4 separate regions of the Sus scrofa genome follow, and regions 2, 3 and 4 are each linked to region 1. The links are chromatin contacts, called in public Hi-C and HiChIP or PLAC-seq maps. All regions are on one chromosome and are shown on one strand. The core of a region is the stretch at or near the end of the contact, and the rest is flanking DNA. Distances in the headings are between cores, read along the strand shown.

Evidence for each region. A called contact is a pair of places that touch in the nucleus more often than the background predicts. HiChIP or PLAC-seq counts read pairs in DNA pulled down with a chosen protein or histone mark.
Region 2: a contact with region 1 is called in a Hi-C map of fetal skeletal muscle, with 3 times the contacts expected there. The contact joins the promoter of CLIP1 here to the promoter of DENR in region 1. A contact is called at or near these places in 2 of 5 promoter capture datasets (fetal liver and fetal skeletal muscle), 1 of 47 Hi-C or Micro-C datasets (fetal skeletal muscle) and 1 of 2 datasets of contacts at active chromatin or transcription factors (alveolar macrophages).
Region 3: a contact with region 1 is called in an H3K27ac HiChIP or PLAC-seq map of alveolar macrophages. The contact joins the promoter of ZCCHC8 here to the promoter of DENR in region 1. A contact is called at or near these places in 2 of 5 promoter capture datasets (fetal liver and liver), 5 of 47 Hi-C or Micro-C datasets (embryonic fibroblasts, epiblast stem cells, heart right ventricle and 1 more) and 2 of 2 datasets of contacts at active chromatin or transcription factors (alveolar macrophages and skeletal muscle).
Region 4: an H3K27ac HiChIP or PLAC-seq map of alveolar macrophages shows a contact between it and region 1. The contact joins the promoter of RSRC2 here to the promoter of DENR in region 1. A contact is called at or near these places in 3 of 5 promoter capture datasets (fetal liver, fetal skeletal muscle and liver), 5 of 47 Hi-C or Micro-C datasets (alveolar macrophages, embryonic fibroblasts, fetal skeletal muscle and 2 more) and 2 of 2 datasets of contacts at active chromatin or transcription factors (alveolar macrophages and skeletal muscle).

Annotation. Positions count from the first base shown.
Region 1 is chr14:30,081,361-30,089,080 of Sscrofa11.1, reverse strand. It overlaps DENR (density-regulated protein), which reads left to right and starts at 4,084. Exons shown (of 8, transcript XM_001928848.6): 1 at 4,084-4,262; 2 at 5,077-5,191. The coding sequence starts at 5,086.
Region 2 is chr14:30,316,251-30,323,970 of Sscrofa11.1, reverse strand. It overlaps CLIP1 (CAP-Gly domain-containing linker protein 1), which reads right to left and starts at 3,101. Exons shown (of 26, transcript XM_021072961.1): 1 at 2,950-3,101.
Region 3 is chr14:30,261,298-30,269,017 of Sscrofa11.1, reverse strand. It overlaps ZCCHC8 (zinc finger CCHC-type containing 8), which reads right to left and starts at 4,495. Exons shown (of 15, transcript NM_001190154.1): 1 at 4,280-4,495; 2 at 2,983-3,025. The coding sequence starts at 4,478.
Region 4 is chr14:30,238,811-30,246,530 of Sscrofa11.1, reverse strand. It overlaps RSRC2 (arginine/serine-rich coiled-coil protein 2), which reads right to left and starts at 4,468. Exons shown (of 10, transcript XM_013982805.2): 1 at 4,286-4,468. The coding sequence starts at 4,291. KNTC1 (kinetochore-associated protein 1) reads left to right here and starts at 4,543. Exons shown (of 65, transcript XR_002338925.1): 1 at 4,543-4,784.

The DNA.
Region 1 (7,720 bases), core at 2,835-5,334:
GTTTCCAGTTCCAAATACTTAGCATATGCACCTTCATTTTCAGGCTTGCAAGATAGTTGCAAGCCATCCTCATGACTGCAAGATGGCTTATGTTAGTGTTTCAATGGGAAAGAAGACAGAAAAGTCAACAGGTTTTTCTTTGGTTGTTGTTTGTTTTTTAGTGATGCTTTGCCATTTTATTTAAGAAGTGTTCAGTGATATGTATTTTTGGAGGGTGGGACCCATGCCCATGGCATGTGGAAGTTCTGGGCCAGGGATCGAAAACAAGCCACAGCAATGACCCAAGACCCTGCAGTGGCAACACCAGATCCTTAACCCGCTGCCCACGAGAAAACTCCCATGATAAACTTTTAAAAGAAAAAAAGGATTACTCTTATCCAAATATAAATAAACACGTGTCAAAGATTTTATTTCACTCATTAATTAATAAGGATATTAGCAGATGTTAAAACCAATTCAAGGGAGAATTTTTTTAAAAAACAAACACATACAACCACATATACATACAGAGAAAATCAGAAATGCTGAAATGGATTTACAAGAAGATGGGAAACTAGTCAACAGAGAAATAATCAATGACAGCGACACCAGGCATAGTCATTTGCATTTCTAGGGACAAGAGCAAATTGTATTACCATCAGTTCTCTACAACTTACAAAATTATGAAATAGTTCAAAGATGGAGTTCCTGTCATGGCTCAGCAGAAACGAATCTGGCTAGCATCTATGAGGAAGTAGGTTCGCTCCCTGGCCTTACTCAGTGGGTTAAGGATCCGGCATTGCCGAGAGCTATGGTGTAGGTCACAGATATGGCTTGGATCTGGCGTTGCTGTGGCTGTGGCGTAGGCTGGCAGCTATAGCTCCAATTCAACCCCTAGCCTGGGAACCTCCATATGCCTTGGGTGTGGCCCTAAAAAGACAAAAAAAAAAAAGGAAATAAAATAAAATAGCTCAAAGACAATGAAAGATAACACTAAAGAGAATGCTAAACAGCAACAACAAGAAAGGTGTTCTCTGGTGGCACAGCAGGTTAAGGATCTGGCATTGTCACTGCAGCTGTGGCGCAGGAATGATCTCATTGATCAGAACTGTGTCACATATCCACCGTCATTGCAAGCGAGGCTGAGAAGGAAACTATCCTTAGCTGGACACACTGCTGTCTCAAGGGTGAGGAACAGAACTGAAGGCATTGGGTCTACTAAAAAGAACTGGCCGCTTATCTGTATTTTATCACATCTAAGATGCCATTGATTGTAATGATCTTGGAGAGACAGCAGTGAGACAGCTTGAAGTGAGATCTGAATTCTCTGCTCAGGAATTAACCTGGGCAGCCTGGTTGAAAACCAGGAATCCTAGCCACTGGACTAACTAGAGGCTAAAAGTAGAATTGCCCTGATTCTTACCCCCACTGAAAGCAAGAATGTTTCCAGGAGGCAAAGCCCGTAAAAACAGTTATAAAATTTATAGTACAACATGTGGGAGGTGGAGTTCCTGTAGTGGTGCAGCAGAAACGAATCCAACTAGGAACCATGAGGTTGCAGGTTCGATCCCTGGCCTCACTCAGTGGGTTAAGGATCCGGCGTTGCCGTGAGCTGTGGTGTAGGTCACAGACGCAGCTTGGATCTGGCATTGCTGTGGCTGTGGCGTAGGTGGGTGGCAACAGCTCTGATTAGACCCCTAGCCTGGGAACTTCCATATGCTGCAGGTGCATCCCTAAAAAGACAAAAAAAAAAAAAAAAAAAGTGGGAGAGCACGGAGAAGTGGTCTATTTATTTAGCTCCGAGGCAAAGCACCAATACACACCCAAAAGAGAGCAGGTGCAGGCATCCCCCTGAGTGAGGAGTGCCAGAGAGGTGATGTAAATCACTTAAATAAGACACCTCTTCCGGGTCTTTGTTTTCCTTTGGCCAATTGTCTTGTTTTATTTCTCACACCTGACTGGACCCAGGGCCCTCCCCATTATGCACGCGCATCTTTTTGGCCAAGATGGATTCCAGAGCAAAGTATTGTGGGAAGGTTATCTATAGACCTACTGTGGCCTGGCATCTGCTCCTTTTCTGACCCCTAGGAGTCTTTCTGCACATGTGTAATTGGGGAGGTCTCCTGGACCCCAGGAATGATTGAAGTGGTCATCTTATCTTTTTATTCCAGCAGAGCTCAACTCCTACCATGAACTTTCTCTTTGAGGTGTCAAAGAGAAGCAAGGCCCAATTTACTCAGCCTAACAAGTCCCAGCTGTTCTCAGCCCCCGGGGCCCCATCTGCCTGCTACCTCAGTAAGATGCACCATTATTTTATGCATCACTAAGAAAGAAAAATGCTGCCAAATTAATCTATGACACAATGCTAAAACTTCATCCATTGCAGTGCAGCTTGGTATGAGAGATGCAAAAATGTGAAAAAAAAAAAGTATGTCTTAAGATCAGTAATATGCTATTAGCTGTGCGATCTTAAGAATATGTGAATTTAATTCATTCCCACCTTTGAGCTTCAATTTTACCATCTATCCAAAATTAGAGATAATACCTACTATTTGGGTTTTTGTAAGTCTAAGACTGTTAAGTTCAGTGAGAGTACGGACTTTATCTCTTATTCACTGTTTCCCCAGTGCCTAGCACAGTGCCTGGCACATGGTAGGAACTCAGGGAAGTTTGGGGATGAATCCACCTGGACTTCATCTCCAAATGAGCAGGTTCTTGGCACATAGTAGGGGGTGGGTGTCAATAAATGGAAGCTATTATTGTTGGAATCAAACAGGCTCAGGAACCAGATCTTCTTTCATTAATGTCATTTAGAATTGACTCTCTTTTTTGAGAGGGGAGGAAACTCCTCTTTTACTTAAGAAAGATGGGGAGTTCCCTGGTGGCCTAGTGTTAAGGATCCAGTGGTGTCACTGCTATAGCACGAGTGTGGAGTATGATTCCTGGCCAGGAACTTTCCCATACTACGTATGCATAGCCAAAAAAAAAAAAAAAAAAGACAGCAGAGTAGAGGCCACAGTTTCTGGTGCAAATGATTTTGCCAGATGGTTTCATGCAAACATAATTATTTGAGCAGAAAACTAAGGGCAGTAGCGGTGGTGGCAAAGGAGTTTACAGGGAAGGAGGGGAATGAGGCAGATGTGAGTGGAGGATAAAGCAAAATAGAAAAGAACAACTTCCACCATCTACAAAGCACTTTTTTTTTTTTTTTTTTTTTTTTTGGTCTTTTTAGGACCGCACCCCCGGCATATGGAGGTTCCCAGGCTAGGGGTCTAATCCAAGATGCAGCTGCCGGCCTATGCCACAGCCACAACAATGCCAGATCCGAGCCGCCTCTGAACCCACATCACAGCTCACAAAACGCCGGATCCGTAACCCACTGAGCGAGGCCCAGGGATCGAATCCTCAACCTCATGGTTGCTAGTTGAATTCGTTTCCACTGCTCCACGACGGGAATTCCTACAAAGCACTTTTTAATCACCATTTCCCTAACTCTCCTAGCTCTGTGAGTGTTGTAGTGTTACTTCCATTTCACAAACAGGGCTCAGGCTGAAGATGGATATGAAGGGTTTTTCCCAAAATGAAATTAGGTTGGAAGCAAAGCTAAGACACACCGTGTGTGAAAGCTTGACATGGGAGAAATTAATTCCAATTTACAACACATATAAGGAGTGGTAAATACGAGGAAGCTGTGAAAATAGGGTGATGAGATTGTGGGGAGACGAGAAAAATGTAAATAGCACTCATTTTTTCACGATGAATTCTGCCAAGGTAGGGTATGGTGTTGAAATGAAAACAAAGGCCTTTTCCAGCTGCAATCTCCCTGCGGAGGATGACTTAATACAACAGGCTGGAGGTTTAGTCAGGACTCCAGGATGCACCCCAGACCCCTGGGCAACGTTCCCAACCCAGTAATAAAGAGTCATTGCTGACTTAGACGCACGTCTCCGCTTTCGCGTCGCGACCCCTGACGTGCGCGGACCGCCCATCCTGTGCTACGGATAACGAGCACCGCCTGCTGGCCGTCAGCCGCTAGACTGTTTAGCCCCGCCCCCGAGCAAAATGCGCAGGCTCCCTAGTCCTCTCCGCCCCCGCCTTCAGGTTTCTCGCGACAGCCGCCCAGCGGCGGCCTTAATCTCGCGATAAAGGGTTATTGTCTCGCGGGACCGCGGCTGGCAGACGGGCTTTCGGGCGGCTCTGGGCAGGGAAGAGGAGTCGCATGTGTCGCTTCAGCTGGCGGTAGTGGCGGGAGCGGAGGCGGCGGAGGCTGTGCGACCGCCTGGGTAATGACCCCTCGTGCCTCTCCCGTTTCCAAGAAGCTCGTAGAGAGCGTGGGGGAAGCTGAGGTGCTGCCCGGCGGAAGGGGGCTGGGCCGGGCGTCTCCACACCCCCGCCCACATGGGCCCCTTTGGTGTCCCCGGGATTGCCCCTTTACCTCAGGTCGCACCCCCACATCTTGCCGCCCTTATCGCCTCAGTGCTCTTACATCTGCCCCTTCCTGGTACTTCTGCCCGCATTTTCTCTCCTCAGACTCTGGCCTCCCTGCCCCCTCCCACTCCCATCCCCTTTCCTGACTCCTCAGCGTCCCTCCCTTGTCATCTAGCCGACCCTACACCTTGCACTCCGGGTACTTCCGGTGACCCACCCCTTATTCCTAGGTTTTTCCATCTTCTTTCAGATGCTTTGTGGTTTTTCTCTGTTGTTGCAGTTTTCATCCCTTCCAAATCACCCCCAGACGTTTCGCCCCGCCTCTACCGAGGTCACCCTCCCCATCCTTTTCCCCATTGCTTCCTCTTCCACGAGTACCCCCCACTCCCTAGTTGTCATGGTCCATTAGCTATGAATCTCACCTGTACACCTGGAAAAGAATGTGCCCGAATTACTTCTTTAAAAAAATTTTTTATTGAAATACAGTTGACTGGATTACTTATTTTATGAATCCTAGTGCAAATTGTACCTTTAATTCAGCAGAGAATTGAAACAGATTTGAGGGGTAGGGGGATTTCTAGTAGGAGGAGGTGAGGCTACACCTGAACACTATTTCTCTGGGAGTCTTGCTCCAAAAGAGTGAAGTTGTGTTATTTTCCTTGCTTACAGGTTTGTGAAATGGCTGCTGACATTTCTGAATCTGGTGGGCATGATTGCAAAGGAGACCTGAAGAGCAATACCAAGTTAGATGCAGATTACCCACTTCGAGTCCTTTACTGCGGAGGCAAGTGTTGGAAGGCAGCAAATGGCTTTTATTCACTGTATTATGTATTACAATAAGTGGTTTCACATATGGTCGTAGTAATCCTTTTTTCCTGTTTTTGTCATTTGGTGAATATTTAATTGGGAGGTGGGGAGATTGGGGAAAAGGAGGCATGGATTAACAGATTTTCCCAGCCTTGTGACTTCTGTTTTGCTACTTGGCCTGGAGAGGTTTGCAGTCCAATAGAGATGAGCAAATAGATCATTTCAGCTTAATGTTATTTCCTAGTCTAGCTATTAAAGGTGAGCTTCTTGGAAGGTACTGATTCTTAAGGGATGGCAGGGACTGGATGAGGAATTGGGGAAGGGCATCCCAGATGAAGCAAAGAGCTGCCAAGATAAAGCTTGATGCATTTCTGTGGAGAAATAAGCAGCTTTGTCTTAGTGTAGTATAGGGCTGATGTCAATAACAAGTGGAAATTGTTGAGGTTGGAGTGATGGGATGGTCTTGGGGAAGTGGGTTTAATTAGTAAAATATAAATCAAATTTTTTTTCCCCTTTGAGTGTTTTTCCTCATTTTCAAAAGAAATATTTGTGAATTGGAAATACTCTAATTTTACTAGCATCTTGGAAAGGTTCAGAAAAACTTGAAGATACAAGACAGTAAAGTAAAAGGGCAAGTAAATATTACTTTTATTAGTAAGTTTTTTTTTTTTTTGCCACACCCACAGCATATGGAAGTTCCCAGGCCAGGGATTGAATCTGAGCTGCAGCTACCAGCCAGAGCTTTACCCACTGTAGTGGGCTGGGATTGAACCCTCGACGCTTCAAAGACAATGCCTGGAGTTCCCGTCGTGGCGCAGTGGTTAACGAATCTGACTACGAACCATGAGGGTTCAGTCCCTGCCCTTGCTCAGTGGGTTAACGATCCGGCGTTGCCATGAGCTGTGGTGTAGGTTGCAGACGTGGCTCGGATCCCGCGTTGCTGTGGCTCTGGTGTAGGCCGGTGGCTACAGCTCCGATTCGATCCCTAGCCTGGAAACCTCCATATGCCGCAGGAGCAGCCCAAGAAATAGCAAAAAAGACCAAAAAAAAAAAAAAAAAAAAAAGACAATGCCTGATCTTTAACCTGCTGAGCCACAGTGGGTCCTTCAGTAAATATTTTCAACCACTTATTATGTGTCTAGCAATGTTTTAAGTGCTGGGGACTGAATAAGGAATAAGTTAGAAAAGGTCCTTGTTCTCATGGACTTTACATTCTTGTGTGTTTAATAGAGATTTCATCTGGAGTTTAATTACTCTAGAGGAGAGGTGATATCACTGAGTTAAAAAGTTGAATCAACTTATTTACTAAATATCTTTGAAATAAAATTAGTGTAAAATACCTCAAAGAGTAGACAGGGGGACTTTTTGTGGGGTTGATCGAGTTTTACTATGATGCTGGTCTTATATGGTTAAACTGTTTGCCTTTGGAGTCATGGACCAAGGATTGCACCCTTATCTAGGGCGGCATCAGCTGCTCCTGCTTAAATTCTAGCTGTGTGACCTTGGGCAAGTTACCTGATTTCACTTAGGATTAGAGGTCTGTTTCTTATGGTCAAATGAAGGTGATGATTACATCTTAAGTTAGATAATTCCTATAAAGCTAGTTCAGCAACTAACATAAAAATGGGATGCAGTAAGTGCTATTATTAGGAAAGTATACCAGTTTAGTATAATTTATCCATCCTTGTCAGATGTTCTTAAGACCTATTATTCTTTATATCTTAGTTCATCGAATCTAAGTCTCCATATTTTATTTTATTTATTTATTTATTTATCTTTTTGTCCTTTTTAGGGCTGCACCCATGGCATATGGAGATTCCCAGGCTAGGGGTCCAATCGGAGCTGTAGCCACCGGCCTACACCAGAGCCACAGCAACGCGGGATCCGAGCCACGTCTGCAACCTACACCACAGCTCATGGCAAGGCCGAATCCTTAACCCACTGAGCGAGGCTAGGGATCAAACCTGAAACCTCATGGTTCCTAGTCAGATTTGTTTCTGCTGCACCACGACGGGAACTCCTAAGTCTCCATATTTGATTCCTAAATCTCCATATTTTATAAGATGCACCATTATTTTAGGTTCTACTAAGAAAGAAAAAATTGTTAGATTGATATACCATCAGTATGAGATGAATCTCTCTAAAAACAGGAAAAAAAATTAAAATTGATGAATTACAGTATATGAAAGCCATCCTGTTCAGTTGCTTATGTCAGCTAAGATGGATTGAACAGCTGCACTAAATAGCAGTCCATCCCAATGATAATGTGTTGACCAGAGGTCCCTAATCTTTTTAAGAAAGGTTTATTTTTATTTCCCTCCCTAGTTTGTATTGATACTCCAGGCATTAAGATGGAGATGGAGTTACCTTTTCCTCAAGGAATTTAAGGTCTAGTTGTAGGAGAAGCACTTAGGGAATATTAAATTGTGCTGACTATAACTACGAAATAGGATATCAGGAAAAGGAGGGGTCTTTGTTCAGAGGGAAGCTGGGAAGGTGAAGTGAG
Region 2 (7,720 bases), core at 1,852-4,351, 240 kb before region 1:
CCCACATATAGGTACACCAGAGCTCCACAAGCTCCCTTTGGGAAGACTATCACCACTTCAAAAATAAAGAAAAAGAGAACTAGTGGCTTGCAATGATTAGGAAACAACATTGTCCATTCTGTATATCTGAGAAAAACACACTCGACATCCCACCTCATTTTTATGAGGAAAAAAGGAAAGAAGCTAATAATTAGGATAAAGTGGAAAAGTAACAATTTATATGAGATGAAAAGTCTCACTTTAGTTAACAATGCACAAAGTTTTAATGCTAACAAATATTAAGCCATCTTCCTGTGACTTGACTACATTACCTTCAGTTGTTTTTCTTTAGCTTTAACTTCTATAAAAACCAGTCCTGAAACTTAGGGACCTATTTTCAATTAACTAAATAATGAATATTCACTGAGCACATGGGACTGCAGAATTCTGCAGGGGGTGCTACAAAGTGAAATACAAGGTCTTTGAGATATAGATACAGATATAGACAGATATCGATATACACACATAAACATATACACATACTGGAGTTCCCGTCATGGCTCAGTGGTTAACAATCCCAGCTATGATTCATGAGGATGCGGGTTCAGTCCATGGCCTCGCTCAGTGGGTTAAGGATCCGGCATTGCCGTGGATGGGGGTGGAGGTCGAAGACCCGGCTCGGATCCTGAGTTGCTGTGGCTGTCAGGTAGGCCAGCAGCTGCATGGCCGATCCAACCCCTAGCCTGGGAACTTCCATATGCCTCTGGTGCGGCCCTAAAAAGCAAAAAAACAAAATAAAATAAAAATATACATATACACATACATGTACACAAACATATACATTATTGATTATGTGTGCACACACACATACACACATATACATATACGTACACACACATACACACTAGGAAGAACAGAAATACATCTGCACAAAATTAAGAACAGGCTGCCAATATGTGACAAAAATCAAAAGTGCCTATCTTTGTACAGAGTATAAGAGGTCCAATTTATCTCTTACACACCATGCATTGGGATTAGAATCCCAACAGAGATAGCACTTAAAAGGCAAGAAAACTAGACTTAAGTTCACATGCTTTTATGGGTCACATGAGATACAAGAGGCTTAATATCAGACACTAGATGAAAAAAATTTAAGGTAAATAAGAGCACCAAATTCTAAACTCTTGAAGAACAGAAACCAGATCCGCTCATGCCATATTCAAACTCAAGTAGGAGCTTAAGCAATTGTTGAGAAAAACAGGGAAGAGCACCATCTTTATCTTTAGAATACCTTCGAAGGGTCCATCCAGTTTGTTTTTTTACCTTTTGAACTAGGCCTAGCAGAAGCCTAAGCTGTACTTCACTTTCTCTGAACCTTAAAAACCCAGGACAAGCCCTTGGCCAAGCAAACACCCACTGTCTTTGCTTTAATAAGGGCCAGCCTTGCTCCTTGTCAGACAGCCACCACACTAATTCAATAACAAAGCACCTGGAGTCAGAATACCTGAGCTCAAATCCTGACACCACCACTTATCAGCTGTGTGGCCCTGGGCAGGGCAAGGTCCTTGACCTTTCTATGCCTCCTCTGTAAAATGGGGATAATGATAGCACAGTCACAGGTTAGATTAATTAATAAGATAAGACACACGAAACACTAGCCCAGGGCCTGACCACCAGAAACCCTCAATAAAGGTTAACATTTCCAGAGAAAAATGCACCAAAGCTGAGGAGCAACATACCTGAGCACTCTTGTCAAAGGTTATCATTAAACCCAAAGGTCTAATACATTTGGTCTCTAGGCTGTGCATACTATAGGTAGTAGCAGTTTTTAAAAAATAAAAAATAAAAATAACACCAACCAGAACCACAACCATAAGAGCAACAGCAGTAACACTAATACAAAGCTCTTATTGGCCAGGCAGGGTCCTAACCTAGAACAGAAAGAAGTCAAGGCTGCCGAACCAAAAAAAAAAAAAAGATGCAGCATTTTTTCCACCCTCCTTTTAAAATACAGTAATTGGCGCCCAGGTTTTGCTAAAAACAGGTATCGAAACATTGCAGACTGAACGTGTAATTTCTTCAAAGCAAAGAGGTGGGGCTGTGACGGGAGGGGGGGGTGGGGCGCGGTTCCTGCCAGATGGAAAAGCCACATGAAGTGGAGAAAGATGAGTTCAGGATTTCTCCCCAGATCAAAATCAGATATTTGAAGCACAGGACCGCCAAAGGAGGGGAAGCAGTGGTGTCTGCTTTTAAAATAACCTCTGAACAAGTGTCATCTGCCTTCAGAGCCAATCCCCTGCCGAGGCAGAAGGTTCGGGTTACGGGGCAGCGGGGTTATTTCAGAAATCCCTATCACCTCTCATCATCTACCTTCTCCAACAATCAGTCCCACTCGGGGGGGCTGTGTGTGGGGGACAAAAGCCACGGCCGGCCAGGCCCCAGGCCAGTTGGGTCAGCTCGCCGCCGAGGCCACGGCCAGGGTGCCCTCCATTCCGGTTCGCGGGCACCGCTGCCAAGGGCCCGGGCAATGCTCAGGTGGCCGCCGGGGCAACAGGTCCCGCCGGGCCTCGGCCCCTCCAGGGGGTCCACCCCCCCAGGGCCGAGGGGAGCAGAGAGGGACGCCAGGGAGGGAGCGGCGCCTGGGGCGGCGCAGGGGCAAGGAGTCCAAGCTCCATCTTGAGGCGGGCGGAGGAAGGGAAGGCCGGGCTCGGCGCTGACAGGGCCGGCGACTTTTCCGGCTCCGGGGGAGCACCCCAGAGACCCCTGGCCTCCAGGGCCATCCCCCTGGGGCTCCCCGGAACCCCTCGAGGGGGGGCGGTGCGCGGGACTCGGTCCCCCTCTCGGACGCCGGGCCGGCCCCCGACCCCAAGCCGGGAGGGCAGGAGAGGGCCCGGCGGGGCGGGAGGGGAAAGGTGAGGAGGGGACGGGGAAGGGGAGAGGGCCCGCGCCGCGCCCGCTCGCCCCGCTCACCGCTCGCCGCCGCCTCGGTAGCCGCCAGTCGCCGCCACCTGCCCCACTGCAGCAGCAGCAGCCGCGCGGCCGCCGCCTCCCGCCTCCCGGCTCGTCGGCTCCGGGCGGGGGAGAGCGTGACGCGCCGCCGCGGGGCCGGGCGGGCGCGCGCCGCCTGGAGAAGACGCCGCGGCGGCTCCACCCCGCGCGCTCCGCCGCCGCGCCCACTCCGGTCGGCCCAGCGCCTCGGACCCCGCCGCCAGCTCCGCGTCCGAGCCCCCAGCCGCTGCCTCTTTGTCTGCACCCGGGCCGCCGCTCTGGAGAAACGAACCTCAGACCCCCGGCGCGCCCGCCATCCAGCTCTCAGATCCCAGAGAGGACCGGGATGGGGAAGAAGGTGCGAGGAAACCCGAGAGGCCTGGACCAAGGGGCTTCTCATCATCTCGGTTAGTTCCCCATTTTCTGAACGTGTTCCCAGAATTTGCAAGTCACACCCGAGAGCTCCATTGAGACTTGATCGCACAGCCTGTTAATTTGCAGCTGATTTTTTTCTTTTTTCTTTTCCTTTTTTGCCAGATCCAGGGTGAGAAATCCTTTGAAATAAGCTCGGAGGAGCTGCCCACAGCTGGTTAACTTTAGGGAGCGTCCTCTCTGCCCTCCTCGCCCTCCAAGTAAGACCCAGGGTGAGCAACCTCTGGGGAAAGCACTGCAGCAAATGAAGCTTGAGAAGGACCATCTCCTCCCTCCCCTTCCCTCCAGGGAAAGACCGAGAGTTTAAAAATCCCTTGAAACAAACCCAACACTTGCTCCGTCAGTTTGAGAAAAGCCTTTTATTCGCCTCAGCCGCTTGGAGGGAAGCCCTGGTTAACGTCCTGTCCTCCCACCTCCCCACAGGGATCTCCTTTAAAAGCTTTTGAAAGGGACTGGAGGGGAGGCAGCAACAGCCTGCTCCGGGCCGGTGCAGCGGAGGGCGGCCAGCATTTCACTCCCATGGACCATGGCAACCCCAGAAGCTTTGCAGCTCCTGGAAGGAATTTGCAGCTGTGGGTGAAGCCCAGTATTTTACAACGACTTAGTAGTGGATAGGGGGCCCAGGGCTTCCCCATCCTCTCTGGTGGAAGGGAATAATCAGGAGGGTGACCCCCTTGCTGACCTTTATTCAAAGCACTGGTGCTGCTTGGACCAACAGGCATGCACAGAGCAGGGGGAGGGAACTGCAATGAAAATGCATGGAGTTCTGAACAAACAAGTAAATGTATCTGCTGGCACCTCCCCTGGATTCAGGCTTAAGTCACAAAAATCCTGTTTCCTAACTCAACATCACCTTAGTTTGCAAGTTGCAAGGTCAAAGTGTGGTGGCACCCCTGGTATCCAGTATGGATATTCCTAATCTGAAAGTCATACCTCACCCTCTCATCTGAATACTTTTCAGCACTAATGCACAACCTATATAATCATAGATGCGGTAGAAAAAGGCAGAGACTACTGTTGAGTGGGATGCAAATAAACACTTCTGTTTTCCTCTTATCTCCTCTTATTCTTTTTTTTTTTGGTCTGTTTAGGGCTGCCCTCTTGGCATATGGAAGTTCCCAGGCTAGGGGTTGAATCAGAGCTGTAGCTGCCAGCCTGCACCACAGCCACAGCAACGCAGGATCCAAGCCGCATCTTTGACCTGCACCACAGCTCACTGCAACTCCAGATTCCCAAACCCACTGAGCGAAGCCAGGGATTGAACCCGAGTCCTCATGGATGCTTGTCGGGTTCATTAACCACTGACCACGATGGGAACTCCTCCTCTAATCATTCTACTGAGCCTATCTTTATTTCTAAATGTTGTTCATCATGGAATTTTTGGCATTAATTTCAGTGTTTAAAATATCGCATTGGAGTTCCTGTCGTGGCTCAGTGGTTAACGAATCCAACTAGGAACCATGAGGTTGTAGGTTCGATCCCTGGCCTCCCTCAGTGGGTTAAGGATCCAGCGTTGCCATGAGCTGTGGTGTAGGTTGCAGATGCCTCTGGTGTAGGCCGTTGGCTACAGCTCCCATTAGACCCCTGGCCTGGGAACCTCCATATGCCTAGGGAGCGGCCCAAGAAATAGCAAAAAGACAAAAAACAAACAAACAAACAAACAAAATCTCATTAAAATAATATTTTCCTTGAATACTGAGTTTTTAAAGCCCCCTTAAATTTTGTGACCAAGGCCTAGTTCCAGCCCTACTACCAGGGCATTGACTGTGCTCATTCCCATGGTGTGGCTGGTGTTAGGACTAAAGAAGTTGGTCAGTTCTATTTCAAATTAAGCATTCTGTTTTTAGATGGAGCCACTGAGCTTTTTTAAATACATGTCCTCTGTAAAAGTATTAGAACAGCTCAGTGGACAAGACTTTGGAAGGTGGAGGAGAGTGGCAGAAGTTGAAAGTCAGATAGGAGCTCCCTAGTCTTCATTTTACAAGGCGGGGAAGTCATTAAATACTTTTTTTTTTTTTTTGGCTAGAAAGGATAAAAAATAAAAGTTTAATCATGTCATTAATTAACCAATAACTACAAATAGTGATAGACCTGTGTGGAGGGGAAGCGGTGCTTTAGTCACAACATAAATTCAATAGATCATGTCCAGAGATGATAACTAAATAAGAATATAGGTATACTTTCAGAGATATAGAAGTTACACCTGAAGAACTAAAGGCAAAAATGTGGTGGTCTTTGGAGAACAGAGTTGGGAGGATGGGCAGAACAAACTGCTGCTTTTCATTATAAACCCTGGTGTACTTTATTTTTTGAAATGTGCATGTATTACTTTGATTTCTTAAAAAAAAAAAGAGAGAGAGGGAGAGAGGGAGTTCCCATCATAGCTCAGTGGAAACGAATCTGACTAGTATCCATGAGGACACAGGTTGAGTCCCTAGTCTCGATCAGTGGGTTAAGGATCTGGCATTGCTGTGGCTGTGGTGTAAGCCAGCAGCTGTAGCTCCAATTTGACCCCTAGCCTAGGAACCTCCATATGCTGTGGGTGCGGCCCTAAAAAGACCAAAAAAAAAAGAGAGAGAAGAGTTCCCATTGTGGCTCAGTGGGTTAAGAGCCTATCTAGTACCCATGAGGGTTCGGATTTGATCCCTGACCTCGATCAGTGGGTTAAAGATCCAGTGTTGTTGCAAGCTGTGGCATAAGTGGCAGATGGGCTTGAATCTGACCTGTGGCTCTAACATAGGCCGGCAGTTGCAGCTCTGATTTGACCCCTAGCCCAGAGAACTTCCACATGGTGTGGCCGAAAAAAGAAAAGGAAAACAAAAGGTATTTAAGGATTTGAGGTCCTCAAACAAATGAGAATATTCTCTGCAAAGTGATAGATGTTCATGGTTTGTTTCTACACAGCTCTTTAGCTTCCTTCTTTCTCTGACAGTTTTCCACAGTACAAAAGGTTGATTATGTTATTTATTACCTATCTTACTCCACCCCTACTAGAATATAAGTTTCAAGAGAGCAAGGATTGTTGGCTCATTCATTGCTCTGGTTGCATCCCCAGAATATGATTGGGTTTTTTTTTTGAGGGGAGGGTGGCAGTGAAAGTTGTTAGCTTTTCGTTTTTTGTTTCTGGCTGCCACATACCATGTGGAGTTCCTGGGCCAGGGATCAGAGCCAAGCCGCAGTTTTGACATACACTCATCTCAGGGAAGGCCAGATCCTTAACCCACCGTGCTTGCTGGATATTGAACATGCCCCCTGGCACTGCAGAGACAGTTTCCAATCCCCTTGATCCACACCAACCCCCACACCCAGAGTACACTGGTTCATAGTAGATTAGATTTGTAAAGAATGCAGTATAGACTTAAGTATGATTCTAAGTAGCTGGGGACTTTTTTCCAGTGATTTTTGTGTGTGTGCACTCCTCACCCACAGCACGTGGAAGTTCCTGGACCAGGGATCAAATGGCACCATAGCAGCGACCCCTGCGGTGACAACCCTCGGTCCTTAACCCACTGCTCTACAAGAGAACTCCTGTCTTTATTTAAAAAAAATAAAAAATAGAAGTTCGCATCGTGGCGCAGTGGTTAACGAATCCGACTAGGAACCATGAGGTTGCGGGTTTGGTCCCTGCCCTTGCTCAGTGGGTTAAGGATCCGGCATTGCCGTGAGCTGTGGCGTAGGTCTCAGGTGCGGCTCAGATCCCGCGTTGCTGTGGCTCTGGCATAGGCCGGTGGCTACAGCTCTGATTAGACCCCTAGCCTGGGAACCTCCATATGCCGCAGCAGCGGCCCAAAGAAATAGCAAAAAGACAAAAAAAATAAAAAAATAAAAAATAAGTGTTCATTACATAAAAGTAAAACAAGCAAAATGAAGAAAACAAAAGTTATAATCTCACATATCCAGAGAGAATTGCTATAAATAATGGTTTTAAATTCTTTACTCTTAAAATATTTTAAATGTTTCACTAAGGCACAAGTAGCTCTTATTGCCATTCAGTACTTTGTAAATTTTGAAAAAGATGTGCGGATTTATAGAGCCTTTAAAATAGAAAATGACACAAAAACTTTCAAAACAAAAGCACTCTAAATTAAATGTTTTCTGTCTTTTTTTCTTCTTTGAAGCTCCTAAACCATGATAGATAACAGTTAAAAATGTAAACCCTCCAGTTATAAAATAAATAAGTCATGTGGATATAACATACAATATGATGACTATAGTCAATAAATTTTTTTTTTTTTTGGTCTTTTTGCCATTTCTTGGGCCACTCCCGCAGCATATGGAGGTTCCCAGGCTAGGGGTCCAATCAGAGCTGTAGCTGCCAGCC
Region 3 (7,720 bases), core at 3,246-5,745, 180 kb before region 1:
TTGTGGCTCAGCAGGTTAAGAACCTACATAGTCTACGTGAGGATGAGGTTCCATCCCTAGCCTTGCTACGGTGTAGGTCCCAGGGGCAACTTAGATCCAGCATTACTGTGGCTGTGGTACAGGCCAGCAGCAGCAGCTCAGATTCAACCTCTAGCCTGGGAACTTTCACATATAGTAGGCGTGGCCCTAAAAATAAAAAAATAAAAAAATAAAATATGAAGACATTCAGAAACTTGTTTCAGGAGTTCCCGTCGTGGTGCAGTGGTTAACGAATCCGACTAGGAACCATGAGGTTGTGGGTTCGATCCCTGCCCTTGCTCAGTGGGTTAACGATCTGGCGTTGCCGTGAGCTGTGGTGTAGGTCGCAGATGCGGCTTGGATCCTGTGTTGCTGTGGTTCTGGCGTAGGCTGGCAGCTACAGCTCAGATTACACCCCTAGCCTGGGAACCTCCATATGCCGCGGGAGCGGCCCAAGAAATGTTTCAAATGGCGCGAACTTCAGTTTTAAAAAATACATCATATTTTTCAAAACTACATTCAATTTTATGACCCCTGACTGGAGGCCAGTTTGAGCAATCAGCAATAAAGGCATTCAGGTGGGGAAATCTGAATAAGGCTGGGAATGTTACTACGAAAATCATGCCAGTTATTAGGTGTAATTATAGTGTTGTGATAATACATGAAAGTCTTTTAAAAAAATACATGCTGGGGGTTCCCATTGTGGCTCAGCAGTAACAAACCCAACTAGGATCCTTGAGGACGTGGGTTCGATCTCTGGCCTCGCTCAGTGGGTTAAGGATCTGTCATTGCTGTGAGCAGCAATGTAGGTTACATATGCAGCTCAGATCTGGCATTGCTGTGGCTGTGGCACAGGCTGTCAGCTGTAGCTCTGATTCAACCGCTAGCCTGGTAACTTCTATATGCCACAGGTTCACCCCTCAAAAGACAAAAAACAAAAAAAAAAAACAAAAAACACAACCCCCCCCCAAAAAAAAACAGCTAGAGAGTATCCTGGTGACCCAGTGGATTAAGGATCTGTCATTGTCACTGCTGTGGTACACATTCAACACCTGGCCTGGGCACTTCCACATGCCATGGGAAAGGCCAAAAACACAAAAAACCAATTAAAAAACCCAACAACAACAACAAAGAAAAACATGCTGAAATGTCTGCGGTAAAAAAACGCATATGGGATTAGAAGGAAATAACAAATTATTAACTGTTAAATCTAAGTGATGAAAATATGGGTATTAATTGTAATATACTTTCTACTGTATGTTTGAAATATTTCATAATATAAAGTAAAAACAGGAAAAAAACCCCAAAAAAACAAAGCACAATGTGTACTTCTGATCACGAAGGTTCCAAAAATAAGGGTTAAATCAAGAGACTTGGGGTACAAATATTTTCTAAAAAATCTTTTTTCTTTCTGCATTGGTTTTCCGTAGAATGCTTTGTAGGTCTGACAATATGGAAGGCACTAATTCTGAAGAAAAAATTCCTTTTTCATGATACTAATTATTGCTTCTTATAAACTGGCAAAGGCTGTGATGCTGCTATAATCATTTGAACTCAGGTAATTATAACTTTATAAATATTTAATATTTAAAGCATGTGGTTGTCTAAATAAAATATTTTCACATACATAAAAATTGTAAATTTTTAGAAATCCTAGTTACATTTCATTTACTACCTAATACCAAATGAATGTAGATCCACAAAGTGTGCTCAAATAATGGAATTCCTGTCATGGCTCAGCAGAAACAAATCTGACTAGCATCCATGAGGACGCAGGTTCAACCCCTGGCCTTGTTTAGTGGGTTAAGGATCTGGTGTTGCTGTGGCTGTGGTGTAGGCCGGTGGCTACAGATCTGATTTGACCCCTAGCCTGGGAACTTCCATATGCCTCGGGTGCAGCACTTTAAAAAAAAAAAAGGGGGTGCTCAAATAGAGGAAGGAAGGTATGGCACAGGGAAATTATTCTTTGGACATATTCTAAGATATGCCTAAATTCTAAAAATCTGAAGTTTTAGTTACTAATGTAGCCAGTTACTTCAGCTGGTACCAGGGACAAAAAAGTCCATATGAAACTGCATCATGGCACACTCAAATTCTGAAAGCCTCAAAATACCATTCTATGTAATAAATTTGTACTTTAACAAATGTTTTAGGTTTAGTGAGCTATTAAATTATGTTAAATTTACTCACTGTACTTTTTTCAAAAGCAACTACCTTCTCTTCTAAAATTCTGTATCTTGGAGTCCCGTTATGGCTTAGCGGAAATGAACCCAACTAGTATCCATGAGGATGGGGGTTTAATCCCTGGCCTTACTCAGTGGGTTAAGGATCCAGAGTTGCCACAAGCTCAGTGTAGGTCACAGACACAGCTTGAATCTGGTGTTGATGTGGCTGCGGTGTAGGTCAGCACATGTAGCTCTGATTTGACCTCTAGCGTGGGAACTTCTATATGCTGCAGATATGGCCCTAAGAAAATTAAAAAAAAAAAAAAAAAAAAAAGAATTCTATATCTTGCATTATTTCCACTTATGAACACACTTAAATTGTATGAATAAATCTACACCTAGATTAATACTGTAATCTTAATTCTAACCTCCCAGAAATGTTTGGTGAATAGGAACAGCTGGGTTGATAACCTGTCTGTTCTGAACATTAAGGCAAATATTTCCAGTTTGTGTTTCATAAATATTTTCACCCAATAAGTCAGTTTCAAGTTTCAAGCAGTTATAATTTAAACTTATGATTGTACTATCCTTTCTACTTTGTTTGAAAGCAGTTCAAGTTTTCCCTAATAAATTAAAAATAAAGGATCATTACTCTGATTTCTTCAGCATATATTGAACAAATAAAAATGATACAAAATTTCTAAACCTTCTTTTTACAAAAAAAAAAAAAACTAATTAAATATTAATACCAGGATAAAAAAACAAAGGACAACTAAAGTGCCATTTCAAGATCTCATACCTTGGTCGAGTGAGAATGTTCAATTTTCTTTTAAGTTCCTGATGTTATTCCTTGTTAAGGAGTAAGCCCTCAGTAAATACAAATATGAAGATCATAAACTTCAACTACTAATCTTACTTTTGGTATCAATGTTAGGAAAGTTAAAAGACAAATATTTTGAGGATGACACACTTGCTGACCTGCTTTGTTGCAGGGCTAGGTAACAGGACCTAAAAACTAAAACATCATTTTCATCCTTTTAAACGTGATCTTTCTAAGGCAGGTTCATGCAGTTCAAAAGAGACTAACAGACAACCAAAAACGTTATTCAGACAACGGTGTCCTGTCAGAAGTTAAACAGCCACTCACTAAAGATAATTGTCCAAGTCAGCAGCATCATGATTATTCAAATAAAGTACATGCAGCATAAGACACTGTTAAGGACCTAATAAGCTAGGATGGACTCTGTAAAGATCACTGTAAAATCCTTTCAACTTTCCTGTATTTTGAAATTTCTCATAATAAAATGTTGAGGAAAAAGGCATTATAAAAAATGACCTCTTAAACCTTAAAAGATGATTTACCAACCGCTTTCAGGGATCTTTCCATTAGCAAAACTACCTGAACCAAAGTTATCTGTATGAATAGTAAAACAAAACAAAAACCCTCTAAGAATGTGAAAAAACAGTCACACATCTTGCTAGAAAGGCTGTAAACTAAAGACAAACGGAAACTGATTTGGCGCGTCTTCTCTAAACCTTTGCAATACATCTTCACCACGGAAGCTATTTTAAAGTGGAAGAACTTTAAAATGAATCCTCAATGTTCTTCAAGCAATTAACCATTTTTCTTTCCGCGCTTCGAACCCTTAAGGGCCCCGACTCTACATCCCAGGACCCCTCACTTCTGCCCCACTGGAAAGACAGATCTGCGCCAAAGTCTAAACAGCCGGTATCTCCTAACTATAACACGGCTTCATCAACTTTAGCTGGGCTGCAGAAAATGAAGTCGGGTAGTGATTCCAAAGAGAGGAAGACAAGTGGTGAAGAGCCTACAATTTAACAGTTGAAACTGTCCGAAATAACCCTAAAATCCGGCCCCGGAATTGGGGGGGGGGGGCGGGAGGCGCGAATCAAGTCCAGGAGACGCATCCCACTAAGGGAGAGGTCCCGCGCCGAGGCCTGGGGGACAGTTTACGCAATCTGAACCCTAGATTCTCAGCCTGAGTTCTGGCCCTGGTGGAATTTCCGCCCGCGCTCTTCCCGGCACCGCACCCACCACACGCCCGGGTGACACGGCCCAGCGAGGGGAAGGATATTCTCGGCGCGGAGCTGCTCGACGGTTTCCTCGCACTGCCGAAGCCGTTCCCGGAGCTCCGCGTCGCCGACTCCATTCTCATCCTCCTCGTCGCCGTCGTCTTCCTTGAAGCGGGTGTGAACGGGCTTCGGAATCGACTCCTCGGCGTGGTCAAACGCCTCGAACAGCTCTAGATCGCCAAAATCCACCTCCGCCGCCATTTTGGGCTGTGGGAAAAGACACGAGAAGAGGCGGAGCTGGCCACCCGGCCGGCGGCCAAGGTTGTTGGGCGGCACCGCTCTCCCGGCTCCGGCCGATCTAAGCCACCCAGTAGGGTTTCCTCCTAAACGTAGGCCGCCGGAGCTGCACAAGGGGCGGGCCAGTCCTGTGAGACTACAACTCCCAGAATGCAACGGCGTTTCCTCAGACCCACCTCTGAGATTGCTCCGAAGCATGGCATGCTGGGACATGTGGTTTCTAAGCGACTGTTAACTCATTGTTTGCACTGCATACTGGGATTGGTCCTTTTAAAACGTGAAGAAAGCCCAACTAGATCAAAATGTTACGAGTTGTCCCTGTTATGTATCTAAGGCTGAAAAAAATCAGAGCACGATGCATGGTTTATCACATGTTGTGGTTGCGTGCCAAACTAGAGAATAAGGAACTCCAGCTTTGCCATAGGATACATTTGTAATCTTGGAGAAGCTACTTCAGTTGGTTGGTTTTTTTTTTTTTTTTTTTTTTTTTTTTTCCATGAAGCTCAAGCTTTAGGTTACTTTAGCTTTGTCTGTTGTGGCTTTTGGTGGTTTCTCCTTCAATCACCCATTCATTCAGTAACATTTATTTACCACATTCAGTGTGCCAGGTACTGTTCTAGGAGCTGAGAATGCAAGAGTGAGCAAAATAGGGAGTTCCTCTTGTGGCTCAACAGTAACGAACCCGACTAGCATCCATGAGAATGAGAATGAAAGGTTTGGTCCCTGGCCTTGCTCAGTGGATTAAAGATCCGGCATTTCTGTGGCTGTGGTATAGGCGGCTACAGCCCCAATTCAACTCCTAACCTGGGAATTTCATATGCTGTTAAGTGTGGCCCTAAAAAGAAAAAAAAAAAAAAAAAAAAAAAGGAAAAAAATTCCGTATGAAAAGGCAGAGTGGAGCAAGAGGAGGCCCGGGGTGGAACGTTAATTAGGCCAGTACTCAGAGACCATATTAGGCATATTCATTCTTCCCATCCCCAAATTGGTAAGCATTTTAAACAGGTGGTGTGTCTGTGAGCTACAAATTTACATTTTGATAGGATGGTCCTGATTGCATGGTAGGAAAAGAATTGGTGGCAGTCTAGGAGACAGATGGAATAGATTTTTGTAATAAAATCAACAAATGTTAGATTAGGTAGTGGCAAGTGGTGGAGAGTTGGTATTTAATAGAGGATATTTGAAAAATAAAGAACAGAGATAACTCAAGGGTTATGGGGAAGGAGAGGAAAGGGTTGTGAATTATTTGCCAGGATCTGACTTAACAAACTTGAATAAATGATTACTAGAGATAGAGAACAACATATGTTGACCAGGTTTGGAAGCCAAGAGTGAGTTCAATTTTGACTATGATGTACCTTGAGATAATTTTATCCTAAAACAGATGAGTAACTTGAATAGTGGAAGAAATTTTTGAAGCACTGTTTTACTGGTAAATTGAAGGTAAAATTTTAGGCCCTAGTAAAGGTGTATATTAGGCAGCTAGATATTCGAGTAAGCTCCCCCCCCCAAAGTATGATCTCAAGGTTAGTAAATACAACTGTTATCTAGAGAATGAGACTGTATAATGAAGAGTGGAAAGTCTAGGACTTTCTATAGGACTGGAATTGAGAAGGGTAAGACTACAGAAATTGATGAATGGCCAGTGGGAGAACTGAGTCCCAGAGAAATTATATTTAAGTACATACTTAAATCAACTTTTCACCTGTGAAACTCTTAACTTGGAATGATATATAACAAATTAATTTCTGCTATCTTCTGCCAGCCTACTTCTTACATGGTATTTAAGTTTTCTAATTTTAATCACAACCTATCATCACCCAAATCACCTCATCTTTCAATTTGGTAATCTTACCCTCAAAGCCAATTGCTCTCACACAGTTTATCATAACTTGCCTCAAATAGAGTAGTCTTATCTTCTTGTTTACCTACCTACCATGTCTTTGAGGTATCTCTTGGATAGCAACTTATGTTCCTGTTACATAAAAGCCATCATGGAATATGAGACTTTGAAACTGAAAGCACAGCTTTCATAGCAGCTAGGAAAAAGTTTAAGCACATAAAAACTGTGAAGTATCTTCCCTATAAACTGAAACTCATTTCCAATTGAGCCAAGCTGTTAACTTCCCAGGCCCCAGGCCTCTAATAACTGCTTCTTGAAGTTTAATTATACAAGTTAACAATTGCCCATACGCCTACCTCTAAATTGCAAGGTCCAGGATGGTTGCCCCTGGCCACATGGTGGCTACTGTTAACTTTCTTGACCACCCCCCCAACCCCCAGCTTGTGGAAATTCCCAGGCATGAGATCAAAACCACAGGACAGTAGAGACCCAAGCTGCTGCAATGTTAACACCAGATCTTTAACACACTGCATCAAAAGAGAACTCCAGCTATTGGTAACTTCAAATGTAACTAGTCCCAACTGGGATTTTGTAAAATCTCAACTAAAAATACCAGTTACCTATTCAATTATTCTAGATATAATAAATGGATCAAAATTAGCTACAAAAATTCTTAAAATTACTACTCTAGATGAATGCAGGATGGACCCTATCACCCCTAATGAACTGCCAGATCCTAAAATACTGTAGAAAAACAGGTAGCAGTTAATGCCTACTTTTTATATCCACAGTGCATTACAAGCCATGAAAATTTTTTTTCTGTCTTTTCTAGGGCCACTCCCACAGCATATGGAGGTTTCCAGGCTAGAGGTTCAATCCGAGCTGTAGCCGCCAGCCTATGCCAGAGCCACAGCAACTCAGGATCCGAGCCGAGTCTGCAACCTACACCACAGCTCACGGCTACACTGGATCCTTAACCCACTGAGCAAGGCCAGGGATGGAACCAGCAACCTCATGGTTCCTGGTCGATTTGTTAACCACTGTGCCACGACGGGGAACTCCAAGCCATGAAAAAAATTTTAATGAAGCCAATTCAACCTTTAGCTCAACATAAAATTCAATTTGGGATGATTTCAAAATGGAAAACCATGGTATCTTTTCTCCAGAAACATGACTTTGTCACTGAAGCATGAAGAGCCATCTCTCCAGAGAATCATTGTGCTCTAGGAAAACTAAACATATTGAGCAGACTTCTGCTGCTGCATTGTGCTACTATATTGTGGAGATTATTTTCAAAGGATTTTTTCCCTACAGAAAGCTAGAAATTATGACTTTGTTGTAATGAAAGCCAATTAAGTTCAAATTT
Region 4 (7,720 bases), core at 3,219-5,718, 160 kb before region 1:
ACCCTCGACATATGGAGGATCCCAGGCTAGGGGTCCAATCGGAGCTGTAGCCAGTGGTGGCCTACGCCACAGTTACAACAATGCCAGATCTGAGCCGAGTTTGCAACCTACGCCACAGCTCACTGCAACGTTGGATCCTTAAACCACTGAGCGAGGCCAGGGATCGAACCTGCATCCTCATTGATACCAGTCAGATTCTTTTCCACTGAACCAGGACAGGTGCTCCCTGTTTAACACTTTACAACGGGGGAAGGGGAAAACAAGGGCCTCAAGTATTTCCAGTAAATATTCAAGCATAAAAAATAGAGTCCATTTTATTTTTTACTTTTTGGCCACCCAGTGGCATATGGAGTTCCCAGGTCAGGGATCAGATCTGAGCTGCAGGTGTGACCTATCCTGCAGCTGCAGCAATGCCCGATCCTTTCAACCCACTGCGCTGGGCTGATGGAACCTGCGTCCTGGCCCTCTAGAAACAATGCCAATCCCATCGCGCCACAGTGGGAACTGTGTCCATTTTAGATTTGTGACATTAATTTAGCTGAATTTACCAATACTTGTATTTTAAATTGGCATACATTAAAAAGGCATTTTAAATGCGCTATTGAAAGTTAAAACAGACTCAAGACTGTAAAAATCTTAAAAAGCACAGGGACTGCTTCTAAACTACTGTAAAAGAATAAACAGAAAATTAACTTACCTATCTGAGAACCCAATCTTAATTTCATTAACCCTCTTTAATGAAAGCCCCTTGGCACAGTGCTGCAGCAAAAATGGTCTGCCTCTCCTCACATATGCTCTGGGCTATGGAAACATTAAGTTTTCTACTTTAAAGCATTTTATAAATTATCACAACATAAATTTTTAAAAAATTAAAATAGCCAAGCATATACACTCTTTCCCAGAGACCTGATTAAGGTTACCTAAGAGAGCAGGTTCCTTCATCTAAGTATCCGTTGTTTTCCAGTTACAAAAGGCAATTTCACCTGCTTTGATCATAACATAGTATTCAGCGCAGAAATCAATCAAAAAAAAAATCAAGAAATCAATTCCAGTCATGAGTTTTCCATTTAAAAAAAAGTATTTGTGTATCTGCAGAACTGTGTGGTCCAAATTACAAATTACAGAGTACCACAAAGGAAGAAATTGATTTAAATGAATCACAGGAAAAAAGGCTCAAAAAGAAACTAGAACCTGAATGTTCGCAAGTCAGGTTCTGAAAAAATGTGAAGCAAAGTTTCAATCATATGTGGAAAGTGGACTGTGGTGACCCATCTGACCAGAGAGCAAATGTGAAAATAGTCGGTATTCCTGGTGAGTTCATTACTTAGGCCATGAGTTGGCAAGCCGTAGCCTTTCAGCTAAGAATGGTTTTACATTTTTAAAAGGGTTGTTAAAACAAGCAAGTAAGGAATGCGACAGAGACTGTATATGTAGTCCACAAGGCCAAAAATATTTACTAACTTGCTCTTTACAGAAAAAATCTGATTGGATAAATAGTGAATCACTACACATTTTCAGTAGGAGGAATACTGAACTTCTTCCCTTGAATAGTCCAGAAAACACCAAGTTATCTAAATGAGTATTTTAACAAATGAAGTATGAAAGGTGTTATCTATCCATCCAATAACTATCTTCTGAGGGTCAAAAATGCACCCAATGAGGCAAGACTTCAAAAATAACAAATAAGGGAGGATTAACAACTTAGTTAAAATGAAAGACAAAGTATGTGCTGAGCCTCCAACAATGTTACCAAAAAACAGGTAAGATACAGGAGGAAGCAACTAACTATAGTGGAGGCTCATTCAAGCATACATGCTTCTCTGGTTTTCGGATGTATGGGTGATTTGTGGAATCGTAAAATTTTTGTGCTGAAAGGCTCTCATTCCTTAGACTCAAACTCAACTTTCTGATTTTACAGATGAGATCCAGCAACATTAGCTGACTCACTTAAGATGGTACTTTCTTTGCTGTCTACTACTGTTGTGTGTGCGCGCGCACATTTTTTAGGGCCGCTCCCGCAGCATATGGAAGTTTCCAGGTCGACCCAGAACTACAGCTGCAGGCCTAGGCCAGAGCCACGGCAACGCAGGATCTGAGCCGTGCCTGGAACCTACACCACAGTCACAGCGACCGTCGGTTCCTTAACCCACTGAGCAAGGCCAGGGATCGAACCCATATCCTCATGGATACTAGTCAGAATCTGAACCACGAAGGGAACCGCTCGCTTTCTACTATTAATACACGATACTGTATCACACAACTAAAGATGACTTTGATTTTCAAAACTAACATTGGTCATTTTTCTTTCATTCTTGTTCTCACCACTATTCTTAAGGACTACAAAGACTATGTGTTGGTAAAGTTACACTTAGCAAAAGAGTAGCAAAAACGTTATGCACTGTTATCATCTCTGGGCAGGCCACTTTTCTGCCCAACAGATGCAGCTTTCCTGAATCACCAGCATATCTCCATTCACTTTTACAGACATCATGACTAGAGTCAAAAACCTTCCCATGGAAATGTCAGCGACTAGCCCAGTCAGTTAAGTTTTCAGTTAATACTTTAACTACATGCTTAACATCACAGAAGCCCCGAAATAGGGAAGTCAAATACTCTTGACTTAGGAGAAAGCACTCTGCAATAACTTACACTAAACATTTTCATCTGTTAAGAAATACTATAGGAAAACAAAAACCACTATATCACTAAAAAGACATGAATAAGTGGCCACTTAGCCCAAGCAAGACTTTTATTACTTATGGTAGCATATCAAAAAGTATCCAGGTAAAATCGATTAAGTATGAAAACTTCTTTGAAAATGCCTAAGATTTCAACTGAGGAAGGACCTACAAGCAAATCTTAAAGGCTAAATGCAAAAATGCTCTCCATTCCAGCATGTGCTCTATTAGAAAAACACCATGTTTTTAAAAAAATTACGTCTTCTTTAAAACCCTGATAACACTCAAGACATAGCATAGGAATCTCTTTCCAGTGCAAAGAAGGTACACTGGATTTAATAGTAGGCCACTTCTCCAGGGGATTTTTTTTTACTGAAGGAGGCACTGCAGAAACAAATGTTTGAACTGTTTTTAAAAAATATTTGAGCCCAAATAAAATAATACTATTCTTTAAAGTAGATTAAGAGGCCCCAAACACGATTTAAACAAAGAAAAACACCCCATCGACTAGCTGCACAAATAGCCTGCCAAGCGATTTCAAACTAGTTCTAAATCGGTTAATAAAAAAAGGGGTTCTAAATCAAATCAACTGGGCATGGGAGGAGGGAGGATCTTCCATGATTTCTAAATTCCAGGTACTCCAGTGATTAGGATGAGCTACAAGGTTTTACTTATGCTTCATTTCCAAAAACAAGAAAATACAACTTTTTAGTCAATGGAAAAAGAATACAAAATTCTCGCATTTTTCTTTTAACAGGATAAGTAAAAGGAAGTAATCACACAATAATGTGATCTATCAGGACTGGACATCTTATACCCAAAGAAGGTTTATTTTTCGAAAGTGGTGATTTAAGAACCGTACTCTCCATTTAAAATTAAATGGGCCAATGAAGAACTCTTAAGTTTAAAGTAACAACGTCAGCGACAGGGCTGGATTATGTTTCTCAGACTTCAAAATGACTGCATCGAAAGCCACTTCGGAAACAGAGCATCAATCAGAATTCGTAGTGCCAAAATCTTCTCTTAATTAAATCGAATTTTTACTCCCTTCCAGAAACACGTTATCTAGCTGCTAAGGAATAAACTAAAGTACACAGATGGAACACTAACGGAAATTATGCAACTGGAATCGCCTCCTAGCACTCAGGCAAAAAAGGAAAAAACTAAAAACAAAAACGCTACAAGACCGCTCGCCCCCCACGTTTCTATCCCTTACAGGCACCGCCTTTATGACCCAACACTTTTCACGGACGACTCCAGGTCCCACCGCGAACATATAAATGCCTAAGCCCTAACAAAATTCAATATAAATCACTAGACTAAGCTAAACTGCAGTCAGTTCGGTGGGCCAAAAAGAACACACAGCTGGGAAAGAGATGAGGAAAGTTCTGGAAAAAAAAGACACTCCCTGCGGCTCCCCACCCCCAACGACACCGCCTCACTTCCCCCTCCCTAAAGGAGGCAGCCATGATGGCGGGCGCAGAAGAAGGCCGCGGCGCCATTTTGTCCACACACAAGCTCGGACAACAGCTCTGGGAGCCCTTCATCCCTTCTTCGGACAGTAGCAGAGAAACATCCCTGACTTTAAACTCAGATTCGGCACCTACCGCCATAGTCCACAGTCCTGGCCGCTGGAGCGGCGCCTCCACTTGCCGCTTTCCACAGTACCGGCCGCCTAGACGATTCGCCACAGACTGAATCGCTCGAACGAGAGACCCGGATGGCACAAACGGGCTAAGGCCCGGCGCGTCGCACAGCCTGCTGGGAGGAAAAGGGGTGGTGATGAGTTTCTGTAGCAACGCTGTTCAACGGTGATTGGTTGTTCTTTTGAAGGGGGCGTGTAAGGCCAGGGATGGGGCGGGGCCAAGAACACACCCTAGAATGCAGTTTCCTGGTTCTCGGAACCGGTGGAATTTAGGGTGGGGCGACTTCCTATTTCGATTCTTAAGCAATCTTGGCCTCCGCTGGCTGCCGTAAAAGGGGTTGGGCTTGGTGATCTCCCGCCAATTTAAACCTGTGGGATGGGCCCTGACGCGTCTAGGAGCCGCTGTGGGTGTCCGAAGAGGGGCTGTAAACTTGACTGTTCTTTAGTTTCTTCAATTGCGGGTGAGGAGGGGGAACCGCGCTGTTGTAGCTTGCGGGGGGTGGGCTTATGTTGAAGTAGCAGAGGCCTCAGCTCAGTCCGGGGTGTTTTCCCCACTAGACGCTGGCGGGAGAGAGATTGGGTTCTTGCTGGCCCCGGTGTCCAGCTGAGAGCATTTACGGCCTGAAGGCCTTGCTGAAACTGTTTTTGCCTAATTCGTTCATCTTTTCACCCGGCAGCCAGTGTAATCTCAAATCGTTAATAAAATCACGTTCCTGGTCATCTTTCCCTCCCTAGCACTGAGGATTTAACCCAGTCTTGAGATTGGGGATTCACTTAGCTCCACCTATCTAGTTCCCGCACTTTTCCATTCTTGCTCAGGCCTGGCAGCCGCCCCAAACTCAGTCCATCCTCTGAGCCTTTGCACCGGGCCTGCATCTTTGTTCCCCCTGAGCTTTGCATAGTTGACTTCTTGGTATTAGGGTCTCTGCCCACATGTCTACAGTTGCCAAACAGGTCCTTCTTAGGCGTTCCTCCCCCCCTTCTTTTGTACACTCTTTGTAATTATGCAGTATAATAGTTAACAGCTGGTGTGAATTTGAGTCTACAAATTCGCAGATGAGTATAGCTACATCATCAATTCGCTTTAGGTGACCTTGGCCATTTACTTAGTCCCTGACTCATGTTTCTCAGCTGTAAAGTGGGTTGTTGTGTAGATTAAAAGAGTGATTCATTCACTCTTCATTGCCTACTCAATACCGCAGTATATTTTATTTTTGTATGTCCTTCCTGTGAGAATATAAATTTCATACTGTATTCTCAGCTCCTAGAACAGTGACTGGTATGTATTAGGCATTCAATAAACAGTTGTTGAAAGAGTTGAGTGTGACAGACCTGGGAGGCTGACACTATTTAACTATTTTTACAGAGATAGGACACTGAGACCCATGAAAATTTTCACTCCAACCTTTCCTTCCCATCTCCTCCCAACTACCACCCAAACATAGCCATTAAAGCTCTTGTTTATTCTAATATGCGTTGTTTCTGTACTCCTGTTTACACTTCTATTAAGAACTCTTTTCTTGGGCGTTCCCATTGTGCTCAGTGGGTTAAGCACCCAACTAGTGTCAGTGAGGATGCTGGTTCAGTCTCTGGCCTCACTTAGTGGGTTAAGGATCTGGCGTTGCTGTGAGCTGTGGTGTAGGTCACAGAAAAGGCTCAGATCCTGCGTTGCTGTGGCTGTGGTGTAGGTTGGCAGCTGTAGCTCCAATTCAACCCCTAGCCTAGGAACTAGGGAGAACAGAATGCCCAGATCCTTGAGGGAGACTAGGAGGGACACTTGGGGGCACAGCCGGGGGGGGGGGGGGGGGGTGGGGGCGGGGCAAGGAGATCCAGAGACACCTGATGAGAGTTTCAAGGATGATATTTAAGGGAGAATAACATGCAAGGGAGCAGCCCAACAAAGGGGCTGGGAGACCCAGAGAAGGCTTGCTTGTTGACTGTCTCCTTCCTCATCAGACTCAATTCCATGAAGATAGGGCTTGTTGTCTGTTTGTTCCCTGTTGTATCCCAAGGGAAGTAGCTGGCAGAGCTTCTGGGATGTGGTAGACATTCAATAAACGCTGCTGATGGAATGAGTGGGTTGTCACGGTGCTGGGGAATGAGTGACAAGTGGCAGAGGTGCAGTTGGCTGAATCTCTTGAGAATGTGGGGATGGAGATGGGGGGTGCAAAGCAAGGGGCCCAGACTCCTAAGGGGGTGGCCAGAGGAATCAGAAAACACCAGAGTAGCATCTCACTGGGAGGTGGGAGGGAAGGAAGAGTAGTGGAGGCCACTGACCCCACAGAAATGAATCTGGGGAGGCCTAGGCATCTGGGGACAGGGAAGAGACTTGGAGAGTGTTGGGAAGGAGAAAGTGGAAAACCCAATGCCAGCTGCCAGTGGCGGGGGCACCAGGAGAAGCAGTGATTGTCTGTCCATCCATCCATCCATCTATCCATCTACCCATTCATCCCAGCTGTCCATCCCTTCCTCCATTCCTCACTCATTTATCCATTCATCCTCCAATCATCCATCCACCCGTCCCTTTACCCACTTAGACCACCAGAGAACTCTCCCTCTTTTCCTATATTTAAAAAAGCTCCTGGAGTTCCCGTCGTGGCGTAGTGGTTAACGAATCCGACTGGGAACCATGGGGTTGCGGGTTTGGTCCCTGCCCTTGCTCAGTGGGTTAACGATCTGGCATTGCCGTGAGCTGTGGTGTAGGTTGCAGACACGGCTCGGATCCCGAGTTGCTGTGGCTCTGGCGTAGGCCGGTGGCTACAGTTCCGATTCGACCCCTAGCCTGGGAACCTCCATATGCTGCGAGAGCGGCCCAAGAAATGGTAAAAAGACAAAAAAAAAAAAAAAAAAAAGATTACAAATAACTCTTTGGTCATTTCAGACCTGATCCTGTTTTTTTAAGTTCATCTGGAACCTTAGTGTCCTGAGTTATCCCAGACAGTCTGACTTAAGAGCCTTTATTATTTAATGCTATACTGATGAAAGGATTATTTCACGGAGTTCCTGTTGTAGCACAGTGGGAACAAATCTATTAACCGTGAGGACGAGGGTTCCATCCCTGGCCTTGCTCAGTGGGTTAAGGATCTGATGCTGCTGTGAGCTGTGGTGTAGGTCACAGACGTGGCTCGGATCTGGGATTGTGGCTGTGGCTGTGGCTGGCAGCTATAACTCCGATTCAACCCCTAGCCTGAGAACTTCCATATGCCGTGGGTGCAGCCCTAAAAAAAAAAGGGGGGTTTACTTCAAATGAAAAGTTGCTATAGTTTCAACTAGACAACCAAAATACCAGAAGCTCTAGGACACAATGGTAAGATCAGAGTTGTTTGCTTGTGTAGGTAAACCAATATGTTCTTCTCTAGTAACAGTCATAGTTCTAGTCCCATTTATCCTACTGATC